Regions from separate parts of the Triticum aestivum genome. Here region 1 is linked to region 2. A link is a contact called in public Hi-C data. All regions are on one chromosome and are shown on one strand. The core of a region is the stretch at or near the end of the contact, and the rest is flanking DNA. Distances in the headings are between cores, read along the strand shown.

Region 1 (5,629 bases), core at 2,314-4,813, 160 kb before region 2:
GTAGAACAGAGCACACTCGAAAGACAACAAATACCGGCAAATAAATTTTATTAGCTATACGCCACAATACGCATGGCTGATGGCCCTACTGGCAACGCTCACTCAACTTGGATGTGTCATGATCCGTATATATAGTAGTATCACGCACCATACACGTACGACAGCTTGGAACAATCTTTCTTTCTTTTTGCTTTCGAAGGTAAATAAACTATATAATATGTTGTCTGGGCTCCGTTCCCTGTCTGGGTGCGGCCTCCTCACCATCGCAGCTTCCCCGGGAAGTACTGGGAAAATTCAGACAGGAAGCATAGCGTCAGATACTTTGTCGATCACAGGACTCTGAAGAGAGATGTCAGTGAGTGCAGTGAAACAAGATCACTATTATTACCTTGTCGATGAGCGACATGTAGTAGGGCTTCACTTCCTCGACGTCGATCCTGACGCTGCTCTTGCTGTACAGGTCATACTTGCTGCAAGAACGATGAACAAAGGAGCGTGCTCAGCTCCTGCATTTCTCCCATCATTTGAATATACTCCATTTCATTTCTGTAGATCGGCTTACTTGAAGACGTGCAGCCATTTGAGGTTCTCCTTGTCCTCCTCGTTCATCAGGTGCATGTAGGCTCCATGCTTGTGCAGGGCTGAATCGTTCGTGCATACCAAAACATTTGCAAGGTTTTAGTTGCTTTGAAACTCAAAACTTCTACCCTGGCAGGCAGGAAGAAAGTAATCGAAGCCATTGCGGCGCGCGCTTACGGTAGAAGGAGTGGTATCTGATGATGAACAGCCCTGCGGAAGGAAGGGTGGTCTTGTTCTCCTTGGCAACCTGAAGACGGGCATCGCGAAAACACTTCAAGAACTTCATCGTTTGGCGACGAACGAGGGCGCCACGGCGAAGGCGAGAAGCGAGGGAGGGCGTACCAGGCACATGTAGTCGTCATGGCCCCATGACATGAGCACGTTGTCCAGCCCGCACCCCTCGGAGTAGACCCCGAACTTGGTGTTGAACTCCGGGTTGTGGTAGTCAGGGTTCTCCTTGAAGTACTGCACGCATCGCAGGGACAGAGGCAGAGTCAGAGTCAGAGAGCAAGCAAAGCTTCAGCCTTCGATCGGCTCATAGGCGTCCAAGTGCTTACCTTGAAGTGGACGTTGCATTCGTCGAACGCGCAGCCGACGGGGAAGGTGTCACCTGAAGAAAGACGCCATGAAGCTCGTCAGAGATTCGGAGCTGAATTTGGGACAGGCTCTGGAGAGGTTTGAGGTTTTGCCGATTGATTTACCTACGACTGCCCACTGAGGAAGCTCCCCGAAGCTGGGATGCAGCAGCACCTTGCCCAGATCTGCACACCGTGGCAACTCACGTGAGAAAAAAAGAACCGTATGCGGGGCCGGTCTGTCCGTCGGTGGACCCTAAGTACTCCCTCCGTTCCACAATGTAAGACCTTTTTTGACACCACACCACTGATGTCAAAAAAATGTCTTACATTATGGAACGGAGTGAATAGTTAAGATTGTAAAAAAACAACTATGGAACCTTGTAACACATTATTCTCTCTTTCACTTATTGCAATCCTAGCTAGTTAGACCTTAGGTAGTTAAGATTGTAGAAAAAAAAGATTCACGATTCTGAAAGAATCTGAGGAGGGATCTGATTCTCAAGATTCTGAGAGGATCGGCAAAAGAGTTACTAATGGACGAGATAAATCTTTTGCCTCTGTTTTAGAAAAAAAGAAGGCTACACATGTAAAAGTTAGTTAAGTTACCATGGATGAGGCCAGTGAGGTGGAGCCAGTCCTCATCGGGGTAGTCCTTGCGGATGGCCTCGGCGGTCTGGAGGAGGTGCTCGATCTGCGGCATGTCCAGGTCAGGGTCGCTGTCGTCGATGAACTCGTTGAGAAGCTCGATGCACTCCCAGATGCTCATCTCCGTCTTGTCCAGCCGCCCGTATGCGTCCCGCATCCGCTGCACAAACTCGTACGTCTGGTTGATGTGGTTCACGCGGTAGAACTCCTCCACAGTCTTCTTCCGCTCCGACTCCGCGTCGTAGTCCCTGGACGCATGTATCAATTTCCACTTCAGTATTGTTCGTTTGTGGTACATACCACTTCTATATCACGTCTTATATTTAGGAACAGGGGTTGTAGTAGTTATCAATCTGATACGCGGAAAGGTTTGATAAGCATGTGGCACGGAGTGCGTGTGGGGACAATGCCCTGCCATGCGAGCTCTGCTTATCGCGGAAAGAAAGAAAACGGAAGGCTTTGAAAGCTGAGATCCAGAAAAATGTTTTTGATGGACAATTTTAGTCAATTTCCTAGCATATCCCGTGGGAGTTCCTTGCCGAGTTTTATTTATTTATATATTGCGAAAAATGATAAGATTCTTGCCCAGCTTAAGTTCTGCTACTCCAATTTTAGTCAATTTCCCTAGCAGGAGGACAGCGTGTTATTAGTTTCAGCTCCTTCTAGGAGGTTCTTCCCAATACCGTTATGGATAGCATTCTTGTCTATCTTAGGGTGTGGGGGGCGGGAACTAGGGGGGTGCAAGGGAAGCAACAACCTCCTTGTCTATCTTAGGGGTGCTGCGGGGGTGCAGGTTCATCGGAAAATCTCACGTGGTTTGCCTGTTTAGAGGGATGCTCGGAGGCGAAGGCAAGCATGACGGTGGGGAGAGGTTGAGGGGAGGACGGGGCGTCGAGGTTGCCGCTGGAGCGCCGCCGGCCGCGGGTGGCGGCAGCAGGCGGCCCTGCCGGTGGCAGCAGGCGGCGGGAGGAAGGAGAATACGGGACAGAACACATCTGTTCGGGAGAGAATTGTTGGAGAAAGAAGACATAATCTGGTGCGCTGGTTTTTGATCTAAGGCTTCAGAAATTTCAGCCGACTCCCTTTGTTTTGTCCTTTCTCGTGGGACGCAAACAAAATTTCAACAGGAGGAACATGGTTCACCCCTTAAAAGGTGCAAATGTATGTACATCTGACTTGAATTGATATTATTTTTTTTCAACCAAAGAACCATGGGAGCTCGAGGAAAGAAAACCCATGAGAACTCACCTGAAGGTGTGGCCGAAGGCGTTGGAGTCCGGTACGGTGAAGCCGCCGTCGAGCACGAGCTCCGCCGGGTCGCCGGCGACCTTCCTCTCCGCCGCCGCATCTGCAACCGGCCAACAGAAATTCGAACCAAATTATCAGCATCATGCCGCCTGTCCCACAGCGCGCTGTTTGCGCACTCAACCTCCGAGAAACATGAACAGAAACTCAACAAGAACAGGCGAGGGAATTATTAAAGAAGCACGCACGCAAATGAGATGGGTAAGAAGAGTCTCACCGAACTGAGGCTGCTCGATGATGATGGTCATCTTGAACCGGGAAAAGATTGCCGACCGGAGCTCGCAGCAGCAGCGAGGGCGGCAGGGAAGCACGGTCCGAGAAGACGGTAATAGATGGGGTATGCTCGGCTCTGCTCTGCAGGAGGCAAATCGCGAGCGGTATTTATAGGAGGGCCGAGGGGAGGAGGGCTTGTTGGGGTGGGAGATGGTAGCGGGGGCGGAGGGGGATGGAGGAGCCGAAGGGTAAAACGTGACGGGGTGTTGATGGCGCTATCCTGCGGATTTTGGATTTATTAAAGGGGGTCGGTGACTCAGCCATGGCGTGGAGCTCCGCCTGTGGATGACAGCAACAGCTCATGTCGTCTGTTTTCCTCCTTTTTGCTAGGGCCTGTTTTCATTTCCTTCCTCGTCCGGTTTCCGCTCCGTTATTAATATCTTTTATTTATTACACCCTATATATACATTTTAGGTGCTTCCCAGTGCTTCATGATGGACAAGTGTTAAGTATGCCACATAAGCAAAAAAATGACATGGCACAACATTTAATGAGGGGAGAGAGTATTTTGATGACCCAGAAAGAATCAATGCCAAGCGCGAGAACCTATGCTAACCACTTAAATGAAACAACTTGACCAATGCATGAAAGACTTTAGGTGCTAACTCATTAAATAAAGTGTGCTTAGCAACAACAAGTTAAGCACCTATGCATTGAGGAGATGAGTTGCTAATGTATTTAATGCACTTAGCACTTCATCTAAGACCTCTCCCAATACTCCCTCCTTTCCGGTTTATAGGACTTATCTCAAAATTTTAGTTTTTCCATTTTATAAGGCTCAATTTGATTGTTCCTCATCACATGTTCAGACTTCAAGGTGCATTAAATCATTGCATGCAAGTATTAAGAGAAAACTGACCAATGCATGCACTTTATGCATGCATGCATTGCAATTAATGCATTCGTAAACATATTTTTTTAGGAAAACAAGAGCATTAATTGGGTGCTTTTGCAAACTACAAAAAATATTTCACCACTCATCATCTACCTTGGTTGGTGAGATTTTTGAATTGAGCCTTATAAACCGGAAATGATGGAGTAGATAGTTGCTTAGATGAGGTGCTAAGCACATTAAATAGTTTAGCAACCATAGTCCCCAATGGTGCTTAAGTTGTTGTTGCTAAGCTCCTTTCATTTAATGACTAAGCTACTACTAAACTCTCTCATGCATTTGTGAGCTTGCTTCATTTAAATGTTTGACCTAGGTTTGCGCGCTTGGTATTGGTTCTTTGTGGGATCACCAAACTCATCTCTTTCCTCTTAATTGTCTCGCCACATCAGATTTTTTGTCTACATGGCAGGCTTAGCACCTGTACAAGTTGGAGCTGGGAAGGGCCTAAGCACCTTTGCATTGGAAGAGGGTTTATAGAGGGAGTATTCTTGTTCCAGAGATATTAAACTGGCTGCTTATGACCTCTTCCTCTAACGAGAATGAAAAGGAAGAAAAAGAAAAACTTAAGGCCACTTTAGCTCAATCGATTTTATCAGAAAATAGAGGGTTGAGATCTTATGAATTTTTTATATGTGAGTTGTTTGATTCATATGACAAAGTACTGGATGGTTTTCCTAAGTAACGTTTTGAAACTCAAAGGGCAAGACCTAATGCTTATGCGTACGCTTAAAGAAAGTGCTCATTCACTCCAACCTATTTGGAGACAGTCTTTGTTTTTGCTATGGTGCATTCACACATATTTCGGTACAAATTAAATCATGTACTATTCAACTGGGCATGAAATTACAATCATGTGCCCCCCTCCCCCTCCATTTTAAAAGTCTACGAATGAAGGAAGACTTTATCTTTATGTTTTATAGAACAAACAGGTTTTTACGAATCCAAAATGATTGGCATTAGGTGCCATTTTCTCAATGGAGATTAAGGAGGAAGGAGGGTACCACCCACGTGAAATTCACACGGGGGGGGGGAGGTTATTAGTATGGGGGGTTCCGTATTACCTCTGTTAGTATCCATTTGTGCATTTAAGATTCCCCTTCACCACCCCCTCCCCCCTCGAGAGACGGGCGACGGGACTTTGCCAGAGGCAGGAGCGGCGGTGGTCTCACTTAGAGATCACTTCTCCCCATACTTCGCTATCTCCTCGTCGAGGCGGCGGAGATGGCGCGTGCCCATCTCGACCGTGGTCGTCGACTGGTCGATGATCCAGGCTGTTGCGAGCTCTCGGTCCTTGAGGATCTGCCACGGCGGGACGTTGGAGTCCGCGAACTCCTCCAGGCTCACAGCGTTCGGCCTG
Region 2 (5,609 bases), core at 1,454-3,953:
TGTTAATCAAAATTTACAGAGGTTGACTAAAAAACTTAATAAGTACAGTAAAAATGCAGGGAGTGTCACTAATCAATCAATTGGAGATTGTATTCATTAAAAGGAAACTGGAGTGTGTATCACAATTTCAATCTACTTAGGCTAAAACCAACCCAATCAATTGAGACTTCCGATTGACATCAAGTACTAATGTACAACTGAGAAAAATTATGATGGCACGATAAATTTCAAGGCGCGGGATTAGAAGGTGCCTACATATTTATTGGCCATTTGTATGAAAAGGTTCTAATTAGATCAAGGATGTTTTTTTCTAAATGATTGATGATGATGTGTTACAAGAGAAGAGACGACAACAACTGTGTCCCGGAGTTAAAATAGCGCACCCCCACCCCCACCCCGTCCTATCCTCGCGTCAGTGGTGCGCCTAGCATTGATGGAGGGGGTGTGGAGGTGAGTCTCCGAAAGATTCTTTTGGATCCCATTGACGCTTGTCTTCGGTGCATCTGTTTGGATTCCACAACACTCATTGTCGTTGCTGTTTTTGCAGATATGGCCCTTCCGGTCTATGCTTCTCATCATCTTTGGGTTGATACTCTAGTGTGCTGATACTTTGAAGGCTTAGCATGACGATTTTCTGACTGTCTACTACAACAACGTTTGCACGGATAAGGAAGAAAGATAATAGTGGCGCGCTTTCAGCTAGCTTTAGTATTTGTACTTGTCCCTGGATGGTCCTTGGATCTGATGATATTGTTTGTTACTTGGTGCTCTTTGTATTTATATTATATATTATTAATAGATCTTAGGATTTTTTGCATAAGAAAAGGCCTAAAGGGTCATCAGACTTCCTAGGTGATAATAGTTCTTTTTTCTTTGAAAGGTACTACCTCAGTAAACAAATGTAAGACATTTTTGATTAATACTCTAGTGATCTAAAATGTTTTATATTTGCTTATAGAGGGAAGAAATGATAATGGTTATGTAAGTAACTCTTTGTTTGAAATTAACTATCATGTCTAGATACACTCGTTTCAGCAACATTTAGTTTCGAATGGACGATCTTTCCATCATGCCATGGCAGTACAAAGAACACATAAAATAATAAAAATTACATTCATGTTCGTAGACCACCTAACGATGACTACAAACACTGAAGTGAGCCGAAGGCGCGGTGCCGTCATCATCCCTCCCTCATCGGAGCCATGCCAAATTTGTTGCAGTAGACAGTCGGGAAGTCATCATGCTAAGGCAACACAAGACCCACGCATCAGAATAGCAACCGTCGGCGATGAAGAGAAGTATAGATTGAAAGGATCCAACCTGTAGACACACGAATAAAGACTGGATCCAACCGGATCCATCGCAAAGACCATCACCGATCGAATCTCACGAGATAGCCGAAGACACACCTCCACACGTCCTCTGACAACGCTAAACGCATCACCGGGACGGGGCCGGGCGGGGAGGAAATTATTCCATCTTTACGGAGCCGCCAACGCCTTGTCTTCCTGAGCAGGAGTCAAATCGTAAACAAACTCATAAAAACACCTAAAAACAATGGAAGACCCCTCCCACCGGCAAGGGCGGGGTCCACCACGTCTCCATGACCATAGGACCGCCGGAGACGAGATGGACCGACGGCGACGGCGGCGGGAGGTAGAGGAGCCTTAGGTTCTTTATTGGGAAGGAGGCCGAACGGAGGTTACACTATATTTAACAAAGACATATTTAATTTCCACCGTAGATTTACCTCGAAGGTACATCACTTTTTAGAGGTGTACCGAAGCAAACTTGAACAGGGTAACCTACAGTACGAAAATTGAAGTGACAAAGGTGGGAAGGCATCAGGCAACGGCCGGCGTCCAAAATACGGACAGATTCAACCTAACAACTCTGATGTCTTCGATCTGATAAAGATGAGTGCCGGATAAGGAGAACACACACGTGTCCAGCCTTGATACGGTTGTATGATATGCAAATCCATATATTGAGATCAGCAAACGCGGATCGCAACCGCAGCTTCATGGATCTTGTCAATGATATGTTACTGTCCGTTGAATTTCTTTTCGTTTGAGATCACTTTTGCCCCCGGAGCATGGTACATAAGAAAGATGGCGCACGTTCTGACTTAGAACAGTCAAGAACACGGTACATTTTGTTTATCTAAGAAAACAGCCAGTTTGGCTGTATGGGGTGGATTCCAAGGTAGATATTGTACAAAAAGCTATCAAGTGTGAGCTCAGGAAAGCTACAGGCAAGTAAACTAAGTAGATGATTCTTTCGATCCTGCAAAAATCTAGTGATAGGACCCTTTCCGTGGCTGGCGTTGTGGGGGAAAATGTGCAGGGTTTGTTTGGTTCGCAGGGGCAACTCAATAGCGAAGGATCCGGTGGACTAAACCTCTAGTGAAGTATTTTTATTTTACTAAGGGCCTGTTCGGTAGCTTCCCAGCTCCCCGCTTCGCCGAATCCGCGACTGGAGCTGGCCCGAACGGCCCGGCTCCACGAAGCTGGCTTCCCGGATCAGTGGCCGGGCTATGTACAAAAACGCGGAGCAGCTCATTTGGAGATCCCAGAAAACGCAAAAACTGAAGTTCGCTCTTATTACAGAGTTGTGCCACCGCCAAGTGCCATACGTACCGGTTCGATAGATAGGCTGGAGAGACGCCCCGATCCCCACTCTCTTATTACAAAGATGTGCCACCGCCAAGTGCCATACGTACATGCGTGACCCACTGAAAAGGCTGTCAGCCCATGCGTGGCGAGAGGGAAACTGGAGCAGCCTCACCGAACGATTTTTTGATCGCTAACGTTCCGGCCTGAAGCTGGCAACCGAAACGAGAAGCGAGATTTGAGGATTTGCTGAAGTTGGGCAACTACCGAACATGCCCTAAGATTTCATCGGATCTAACCGACCCCCTATATATAGCAGAGTAAAAATTAAACATGCATTAGCTCAACCTAATTTTAACTAAAATTTACATAAATTTAAACATAAGTTCAACCTAATGGAACACATTGTCTTGACAACTGAACTTTACACATAAATTCAAACTTAAACTACACTAAACCCTAAACTAGACTACTCATCGTCATCAGAGTATCTACAACCAGATTTGGCAAATCCGGTCCCTCAAATGCCCGCGGACGCGTCGGGGGCACTAACCGGTCATATCTCATATTTGATGATATGCATCTGAATACCTCATATTTCACCCCCTAGATCAATACAAATCATGCAAAAGTTTTCCTAGATAGTACGTAAACCACACTATTCTAAACTAAGTTCGTCGTCGAAGATGTCCACGACATCCATGCCGGGCACCGGATAGATGGGCGCGTAGGAGGGCTCCCACTCCTCCTCCTCCATAGTCGTAGGCATCTCGTCGACGTCCACGACATGCTCCCCCTCCGCCTCCTGCAGACCATCCGCGATGTGCTCCGCCTAGCCTCCTGCACACGACGCCACTTGGCCTCCGCCGTCGATACCGACCGAAGGGAATCGAGGATCGCTAGCTACTCCGCCTGTACATCCACGGCATCAGCGTCCCTCAAGTCCTCCTCCTCCTCTTCGTCCTCATGTCCCCCGTCCCCCTCCGGATCTACTGCATCCGAAGGTAGCCCCACTGCTATGCAAGCTTCGCGCCTTGCCAGGACCTGCTCAAGGAGCTGCAGCCGGCGCTCCGGCATTAGATAAGTTGCCCAATGGCGTGGGGGCATAGCTACTAACAGGAAGTGGCGGACGAGGAGCCTTAAGTGGCGGACGGCGAGCGGAAAGTGGCGGCTGTGGCGGACGGGAGGGGGGATTTGGATGGGTAGGATTTCAGTGCCGATGATCGGCTTAAATAGCCGGGTTAGGGCACTACGCGGCCCGCCGGAGCGGCGCCACGCGGCGACGGAGGAGACGTCTATCGAACCGCCAGGTTTTTGGGTGATTCCTTGTGGAACCCCATCGTCATTCCGACGTGGCGGACGTGCCCGGGCGCCCCGATAACCATCCCATATTTGGGCTGAATATGAGGGGTGCCGGTCAGCCCGGACGTATGAGGCCAGTTTGAGGAGCCTGTTTGGGTCGCACTTTCGTGACAGGTCAGTGACCAAGCCGTCCGCCCGGGCATTTGAGGTGGGTTTGGGACACCTGGCTGTAGATGCTCTCATCCTTGTCATAGTAGAGGTCGAGCCAATCTTGCATCGACCTGCCACCGCCCATTGGGTCCGGGCCGGTGCCCTCATCGCCGGAGTCGGGGAAGATGCGCCGCCACTTCTCGACGTCTAACTCCTACTTGGCCCTGCTGTCGTTGCTGCCGCCTTGCTCCTCGTCGTCGGAGATAAAAATGACCTTGTCATTGACCGCCCGCTCTGCGAAGATGGCCCGCCCTGCCTCCACGATCTCAGGGTACTAGGGGCGGAGGTCCGCCATGTAATCCTCGTCCATGTCCTCCCGAGCCGTCGCCGAGATCTCCACACCCGACGCCGATAGAGAAGGTGGACGGGCTCCGTCCCAAACGGGAAGTTGAGGCGCGACCGAGTCCTGGAGCCGGACTTTCCACCGGTCGTATTCGAGCACGGCGAGCTCCGCGATGTGGAACGACCGATCCACTTTTTGGTATGGGTCTCGTGGTGAGTGATCTCCGCAACCCAAGTCCTCCACGCTCACCGGCGGACGCCGAGGTGTTTCCTCTGTGGCTTCCGCGGTGGAGGAGCTCGGGGAAGTCGGCGATGCGGACAGTGGTGGCCACATCGGAGGGGCGGCGGCGGCTTGAGGACGCGCCGCTTGAAGACGAACCACGGGCATGGCGGCGAGGAGCGCTGGTGATGTGATCCGGCCATTGGAGGAAGGAGGAAGGTCGGGGAATGGTGGGGGGAGTCGCCGGCGACGTGGATGGGGTAGGAGAAGAGGCAGAGGAGGCGGAGAGGAAGAGAAGTCGAAGAGGCTTTTTCTATTCGTCCGCGGGGTGAAATAGTAAAAATAGGGGCGGCGGAGGCAGCTGAGGATAATTTATCCTCCACAAACGCCGATTGAAGATCGGTTAGGTCCCGTTTAAAAAGGTAAAACCAAAATTTTACTTTTTTAACCGGTTATTAAGGATCGGTTACCCTAAGCTGTTTTGTTTGGGTTGCACTAAACAGCAGCACGACCTTCCAATGCCTGAGCCAATGAGTTACGTATATGTTACTACAGTCTTCTATGTCGTGGTTTGTTTCAGCTTTTGTTTCAGTTTGGCTGTCGCCAAAAGATTTGTTTCGCTGTCGCTGAAAAACTTGCATTGCCTGACGTTACAGCTAGATTTAGACATGAAGCTAGCTTGTTTTAATTGTGTTGCTTTCCGTCTACGTATGTCATGCATGGTAAAGTGATTGTGAATGTTCCCCGCAAAAAAAAAAAAGTGATTGTGAATGTTGACCGTGTGGTACGTACTAGACTAGTGGTGCTTTATTCAGTGTTTTTCTTTCTGTCCCCATGGAGCTAAACGAAGATTATACCAGTACATATCTATTTCTTGGGGTGACCAAAGTGGCCCATTCAAAGTTCAGGGCCCAAACTAACCCATATGCCAAACAGAAAGGCCTAGTCTACTAAACTCTCCGGGCAGCGCTATGTCCCGCTTA

What was found. Hi-C and Micro-C count contacts between places; a contact is called where the count stands out from the background.
Region 1: a Hi-C map of leaf shows a contact between it and region 2, with 9 times the contacts expected there. The contact joins the promoter of LOC123148000 here to the enhancer-like site in region 2. A contact is called at or near these places in 4 of 5 Hi-C or Micro-C datasets (leaf and an unstated tissue).

The regions. Positions count from the first base shown.
Region 1 is chr7A:530,812,489-530,818,117 of IWGSC CS RefSeq v2.1, reverse strand. It overlaps LOC123148000 (probable inositol oxygenase), which reads right to left and starts at 3,563. Exons shown (of 10, transcript XM_044567345.1): 1 at 3,325-3,563; 2 at 3,051-3,150; 3 at 1,764-2,050; 4 at 1,281-1,340; 5 at 1,137-1,189; 6 at 922-1,044; 7 at 757-826; 8 at 563-641; 9 at 389-470; 10 at 32-284. The coding sequence starts at 3,355. The coding sequence ends at 258.
Region 2 is chr7A:530,647,810-530,653,418 of IWGSC CS RefSeq v2.1, reverse strand. No RefSeq gene overlaps it. Among protein-coding and RNA genes, the nearest start is that of LOC123148000, 160 kb to the left of the region's middle. Within about 2 kb of position 2,703, at least 1 of the 8 cell types and tissues checked has an H3K27ac peak or open chromatin away from gene starts, as enhancers often do.